2 separate regions of the Sus scrofa genome follow, and region 2 is linked to region 1. A link is a contact called in public HiChIP or PLAC-seq data. All regions are on one chromosome and are shown on one strand. The core of a region is the stretch at or near the end of the contact, and the rest is flanking DNA. Distances in the headings are between cores, read along the strand shown.

Region 1 (3,660 bases), core at 466-2,965:
GAGGTTGCCCTGAAAGTCAGGTAGCATTTTCACTGGCTCTAAAATCAAATATTTATCCCAATGCGCCAACTCAAGAAGTTTGTTCTGCAGATACTTAGTTGCTCCTTTTCAACTTGGCCCCAACCAGGAAGTTCGTTGTTCCCTAAACAACAGCTGATGGGTTGTGAGCACCTCGGGCATCTTCGGGGCAGACCCCTCAGCCCGGTGGTGAGGGGTCCCCCTGTTTGAATCTTGGCTCTGCCATGTGCAGTCTTTGTCGAACACATAGATAAGGTGACTCCTCCCTCACCATTGTAGGAATTAAGAGAATTAAGCCATGCAGACAGAGCCTCTCATAACACAGTATCAATACAAAATTAATCACCATACAGTAGCAATTGTTATTTTCATCTCCAAAGCCAGTCAGTCGTCAGGTTATACAGCACTCGGGACACCCCCCCAACACCCTGGGACTCTGAATTCCGTGTGAGACATTTCTTCATTTTGCACACAAGGAAAGGAGAACTGTTTTCAGTTCAATGACACGTAGTACTTTTCCTTGTGAAATGAAATGACTCCCTCCCCCATCATTAGAGCCGACGTGAGAAACTAGTTTTTTCCCCAGAGCTACTTAGACAGTAACTCCAATCACCGGTCTAGTGTCGACTGTTAGCAAGCACAGCGCGTGATCTGTATCAGAGGTTAGTATTTAGCAAAGAACTGGGAAGTTCTGAGAATGACTCCTCCTTAGTAGTCTCAAAGTAATTCCAAATTGTTAGTTTAAAACCTATCTTTACCTTGGGTGGCAGAAGAGATTGGAGATCCCTGTGCACCCTCTAACCCTCAATGTTTTATATAGATCTGCACCTGAAAGGCTTAGCATTTTATGACCAAGGGCCAGCCAGTGGAAGTTCAAGTTATTTACAGTAGCATTACCCACCAGTAGCCAGACACACGCTACTTTGCTAGAAGTTCCTCTCTCTCTATCTCCTTCTCAATTCTCAATTTTCTCTCTTACACACACGCACACACACACACACACACCCCATTCTTGTGACATGAAATGAAATCGCTCTCAGTAGATCCAGAAAATCGCTCCAGCAGAACAGAGGTTGTCCTCTTTGACAGCCAGTGGCTGTGATGTGGTTGAAATGTAAACTTCTTCTACTCTAAAGGGAAGCGGGGTGGATACCTGGGGTTTTGTACAGACTGACACACTGTGTTCATTAGCGCAACTCCTGTGGCCGAAGGCAAGGGCATGCCCGCCGTGGACTCTGCCCTGGACCCTGATGCTAGCAGCCAGAAATAACGTAAGACTCTCCGGAGAAGAGGACCAGAGAAGGTCTATCTATCCACAGAGGCAATGTGAGTCAAGGGCTTAAAGTCACATATGGGGTATTTAGTTGGGCAGCAGTGAACAGGAAACCAGAAAATGCCACCCAGGAAAAAAAGCCAGCCGTTGTAATGGACTCAGTTGAAATGAGGGGCAGTTAAAAACGAAGGAAAATTGGATGCTCATTTGGGAAGTCTTGAAACCGATAAAATAGAGTATAGGCGTGTAAATTAAAGCCTTAGGCAAACGAGAATTAAATAATCCTTTACACTGATGAGGGACCATGCTTACCCAGTGAGCTGAGGGAGTGATTTAGCCTGAGCAGATATAAGAGCCTTTTTTTTAAAACCCAACTTTGGGGCTCTCTTCTCTGCTGTCTTTTTTTTTCTTTTTTCTTTTTTTTAGTTCATTTCTTTTAACTCTGTGTCTTTTTTTAAATTAGAGTATAGTTGATTTACAATGTTGTGCCCACTTCTGCTGTGCAGCAAAGTGACCCAGTCATTCATATACCTACATTTCCTTTCTTATACTATCTTCCATCATGGTCTATCCAAGAGACTGGATAGAGTTCCCTGTGCTGTACAGCAGGACCTCATTGCTCATCCATTCTAAAGGTAATAGTTTGCATCTACTAGCCCCAAACTCCCAGGCCATCCCTCTCCCTCCCCCTCCCCCTTGGCAACCACAAGTCTGCTCTCCACGTCTGCGAGTCTGTTTCTGTTTGGTAGGTAAGTTCATTTGTGCCATATTTGAGATTCCACATGTAAGTGATATCATAAGGTATCTGTCTTTCTCTCTCTGACTTACTTTTTTTAGTTTTTTAAACTCTAGTTGCATCCAAGCCTGCAAATGGCATTGTTTTGCTCCTTTTTATGGCTCAGTAGTATTCTGTCTTGTACATGTACCACACTTCTTAGTCCAGTCATCTGTGGATGGACATCTAGGTTGTTCCAATGTCTCGGCTACTGTGAGGAGAGTTGGTATTTAACTCCAGATCTTCACCTGGACCTGCTGTGGCCCCGGGACTATCTTCTTTCCCACTCCTTGAAATGAAGAGAGGTGGCCTGGAGTCTTTTCCAAATCTGCCATTCGAATGCTTTCTTATTCCCCCAGCGGTCCAGTCCTGTGACGGTGTCCTGCGCTTCTGACTCCTTTCTGCTGGTCGTCGTCATCCTTATGAGAAACAGCGGACAGATGGTCGGCAGGACAGTTTCACCCAGAACTCTAGCAACAGATTGCAGTTCATATGGATACATGTGTGTGTGTTTACACACACCTACATTCATTCCGTATGCTTTAAAATGGAGAAAAGGACAAAGAAGAAAAATGTTCTGTTTTGTTTTTTTTTGCCTTTTCTAGGGCCGCTCCCGCAGCATGTGGAGGTTCCCAGGCTAGGGGTCGAATCGGAGCTGTAGCCGCCGGCCACAGCCACAGCCACAGCCACAGCAACGCAGGATCCGAGCTGCGTCTGCGACCTACACCACAGCTCACGGCAACGCCGGATCCTTAACCCACTGAGCAAGGCCAGGGATCGAACTCGCAACTTTGTGGTTCCTAGTTGGATTCGTTAACCACTGCGCCACAACGAGAACTCTGGAGAAAAAAGTCTCGATTCTCCCTCCTTGCATCCACTCTCTGAGGAAGGAAGCCTGACCAACATTTCTGGGTGTCAACTTCTAGGCTTTTTTTGGATAAAGCTTATAAAAGCTATTTGACTGAAAATTAAAGTGGATAGCAATGTGTATCTCTTTGACCTCCTGTGGAATGTTCTATTGTTTTAAGGGTTTCCTTTTCAGACTTTCTTCAAAAACCATCCTTTCGGTTGCTGCTTTAGGAAATAAATCAGAACTCTACTGCCTGGACCTGGCGTAAGTGAATCCGAGGTTCCTAAATACTGGACTAGAGACAGGCTACCTCGGAATTCCTTAGAAACCTTAAAGCAGGCAGACTCCAGGCCCCTGGAAATTCTAGTTCAACAGTCTAAGAAAGAGCCTAGAAGTTAGAACGCCCCCGACTGACAACTGTTAGCTGTGTGTCTGCAGCGCGTGGCGTTAGTGGTTGTCCATCTGGAGGGTGGGGGACACAGGAGTGGCTGTCACATTGTTGGAATGCCATCCCACGGGGAGGGGTTAGCGCTCGGCGGGCTCTGCGGGCCGGGCTGATGAGTAAGCTCCCAGGAGGCGGATTTGGGCACAATAGGAAAGAACTTTGTAACAGGCAGAGCAGCGGAACAGTTGGTCGCAGGGATGATGGAACATGGGCCAGATTTGGAGTCAGAAGATGGCAAGACTGGATCAGAGGCCTCTGCGGGGTCAAGGAGAAGGCCACGGACGTGCCTCGGCTCGGCC
Region 2 (3,660 bases), core at 840-3,339, 63 kb after region 1:
GTGGCACCACACTTATTATTTTCACAAAATAATATGTATAGATACAGCTATAAGATAAATTCCTGGGAAAGGAACTTATGTGTCAAAGGATGTGTTAATTTGCAATTATTTTTTAAGAACTACATTTTTTTCTTTAGTGCTGCACCTGCAGCATATGGAAATCCCCAGACTAGGGGTCAAATTGGAGCTACAGCTGCTGGCCTAAGCCACAGCCACAGCCACACCAGTTCCATGCTACATCTGTGACCAGCCTCTGCCACAGCCTGTGGCAATGCCAGATCCTTAACCCACTGAGGGAAGCCAGGATCAAACCTGCATCCTTGTGGATACCAGTCAGGTTCTTAATCCACTGAGCCACAATGAGAACTCCCTACATTTCATTTTTGAATAGGTAATATATGCACATGGTATGCAATTAAAAAAAAATGTGAATAGTTGTCTCCCCACAGTTTCCCCCCAACCACAAAGTTTCTTTCCCAGAAGCAACCACTGTGACCAACTTACTGTGTCTATCTTTCCCCTTATGTGTTTGTGTAAAATTCTCACATTTGAGCCCGAAGGGTATTAGACTGGCTGCAAAAGTTCTGGGATTTAAGTTGGAGGAGTAGGAGGATGAACTTCAGTCTTCATTGTCCCTGTTTTCACACTTGTAGCCTCATAAGTGTGCCTGGGGTCCCCAGGTGCAAAGACCTGTTTTACGTTCTCAAGAGAATAGCCTGCTTGGCTTCTAATGGGAGAGAAGCAGTCACCAACAGTGTGATGTGGGGAAGGAGATGCAGATATCTAGACCTCACCTGAGTGGACATGGAGTCCTCTCATCCATCCCCAGCACCGCGCCTTTCACTGCCAGTTCCCAAAGTGTCCCTGGCTGCCAGTCTCTGCACATTTCCAAGACTCTGTGTGTGGCTTAAATAGAACTTTTCCACGGTTTAGAATGTGGCCAATCTGCTAAGACACTTGCTTTCTGGAGCCCAGTATTTTCTTGCTGTTGTTTGCTTCCCCATATTCTCTCCCTCTTTGCGGGTCTGTGTCCCTTTACGGTAATGTTAGCGAGATTTTAGGAGGGAGTAAAATTGGACGTGCATTCTATCCACTCTCTATTCCTCAACAGCTTGGGTGTTTGTTTTATTCAAGGAAACTCCATCCCCTTCCAGAATTCACGACGGACAGTGTGCTCACAACGGTGCACGCAAGCTGGACTACTTGGGAATCTGAACTGGAACGTGGTCTAGACCGACGAGGTTACAACTCGGGCTTTAGGGTCAGATGGGGCAGGGCTGGAAGCGTCTCCACCACCCTGGGGGAGAGGCAGCGATGATCAATCGTACCGGGTCGTGTGCCCACGTCCTGAGCGTTTTCGAGAGTGACTTGTGTGACTGCGGATGCCACCAACCCAGGAACCTTCAGCTGGCAGAACGCCTGGGCGTTACCGACCACGTCGGGGCGGGACGTTGGGGATCGCGGGGCAAACACAGACGTTAAGAGTTCAAGTCCTCCGGGGGGTCGATGCTCCGGCCGCGTCCGCAACAACGCCAAGCCGTACACGGGGAACTCGAGGCGAGGTTCCGCGGGGCTGGGGGCTCAAAGGCGCCCGAGGAGCGTCCTATTCCGCCCACCGGCCCCGGGGCTGCGCCGCGGCCGTCGCCGGGGCCCGGGCGACCCTCGCCGCTCCGAGGCCGCCTCGCGGGACCCAGGCCGGAGCCGCTCGGCTCTCCCCGCCCGCACCGACCCACATTCCGCCTCCCGATCGCGAAGCCCCAGCGGCCGCCGCCCGCGGGAGCGAACCGACGCCGAACGCCTCAGGGGGCCGCCCAACTGCCCCTGAGGGGCGACGGCCGCTAACCCGAGCCGCCTCAGACGGGTCCGCGGGAGGCCCCCGGGGCCCTCGGAAGCCATCCCCATCTGGCGTCCCCAACCGCTGCCGCCGCCGCCGCCGCCGCACTTACCGGGGACGGGAAAGTGGCCGCGAGCACCTAACCGCCCTGACTCCCTTCAGGGAGCAAACTACCACACTCGAAGGGACCGCCTTGCCGCACCCGCCCGCGCGTCCCGCTACGGCGCACGCGCGCGCAGGCCCCGCCCCCCGGGCGCGCGGCCGGGCGCGCGGAGCACGCTGGGAACGAGAGTCTTCCCGCCGCTGCCCGCGCGGCTGCAGCTGCGCCTCCTCCCCGACCTGCGGGGCGGGAGAATTGCCCTCAGTCGCTTCCTCTTGCCCGACCTCCTCTGCTCAGGACGCTTTCCCGTCCCAGCCTCTACATTCCAGCAGTTGCACGCGGGGTCGACTCTGATTATTCTCTTTTGCCAAACCCCACCATCAATAGTCCTGTTTGTTCGACTTGCAAATGTGTACAGGACCCAACTACTTCTCACACTTCCACAAGACCCGTCCGAGCCCCACCTCCTGCTTTGCCTGGATTGTTGGAATAGGATGGTTCACACGCTTGCCCCCACTTTTTTGCTACTGATCAGTGCAGCAGCCAGCTGGACCCTGTTAAAACTTACACCCACCCCTCAACACTTTTCAAAGGCTTCTCATCTCGCCCATAATCAAAGCTAAAGAAGGCCTTGCAAAGACCAAGGTTTTAGATTTACCTCTTATCTATATCCTACTATTCTCGGTTCCCTGGCTCCTTCAGCTCCAACTACTACCTCTTCACTAGTCTCATAGCCAAACCCATCAGACTCACTGCAGGGCTTTTGGCTCTTCACTGTTTTTGAAAAGACCTCAGTGGCTGGAGCTGAACTCCTCGGGGCCTCACATACCACCTTCTCAGTGAGGCCTTCCCTAATCTCAGGCGCACTTCTATCCTTCTACTCTAGTCGCTCAGCATGCCATGAACTTGTCTGTCTTCTTCCTGGACAGAAGGCAGCCATCTTTATTGTTGTTATTTTATTTTGAATCTCCTGTGTATGGAATGATTAGTGGCAAATCAATTTGCCTTGAATTAATGACTCTTGCCCCAAGCCCAGGGCAGTTTATAATCACCTTCTTTTCTGTCACAGGACATGGAAGGAAATAAAATGCAGAAAACCACTTACTGTCATTTTTCTCAAGCATTTTCTTGAATTACAAACTTTTTTTTTTAAATTTAGACTTTTATTTTCTTATATTTTTAATTGTTATTTCCCCAATACAGTATTTTTCCTACTGTACAGCTTGGTGATCCAGTTACACATACATGTATACATTCTTTTTTCTCAAATTATCATGCTCCATCATAAGTGACTAGACACAGTTCCTGGTGCTAACTATGTTCCCAGTACAGGATCTCATTGCTAACCCACTCCAAAGGAAAAAGTTTGCATCTGTTGACCCTAAGCTCCCAATTCACCACACTCCCTCCCCCTCCACCTTGGCAACCACAAGTCTATTCTCCAAGTCCATGATTTTCTTTTCTGTGGAAAGGTTCATTTGTGCCATATATTAGATTCCAGATATAAGTGATGTCATATGATATGTCTTTCTTTTTCTGACTTACTTCACAGCATGAGAGTCTCTAGTTCCATCCATGTTGCTGCAAATGGCATTATTTTATTCTTTTTTATGGCTGAGTAGTATTCCATTGTGTATATATACCATATCTTCCTAATCCAATCATCTGTCGATGGACATTTGGGTTGTTTCCATGTCTTGGCTATTGTGAATGGTGCTACAAGGAA

What was found. HiChIP or PLAC-seq counts read pairs in DNA pulled down with a chosen protein or histone mark.
Region 2: an H3K27ac HiChIP or PLAC-seq map of skeletal muscle shows a contact between it and region 1. The contact joins the promoter of TEX30 here to the promoter of METTL21C in region 1. A contact is called at or near these places in 1 of 47 Hi-C or Micro-C datasets (subcutaneous adipose tissue) and 1 of 2 datasets of contacts at active chromatin or transcription factors (skeletal muscle).

Annotation. Positions count from the first base shown.
Region 1 is chr11:71,019,925-71,023,584 of Sscrofa11.1, forward strand. It overlaps METTL21C (protein-lysine methyltransferase METTL21C), which reads right to left and starts at 1,716. Exons shown (of 4, transcript XM_005668522.3): 1 at 1-1,716.
Region 2 is chr11:71,082,974-71,086,633 of Sscrofa11.1, forward strand. It overlaps TEX30 (testis-expressed protein 30), which reads right to left and starts at 2,090. Exons shown (of 6, transcript XM_021065893.1): 1 at 1,947-2,090.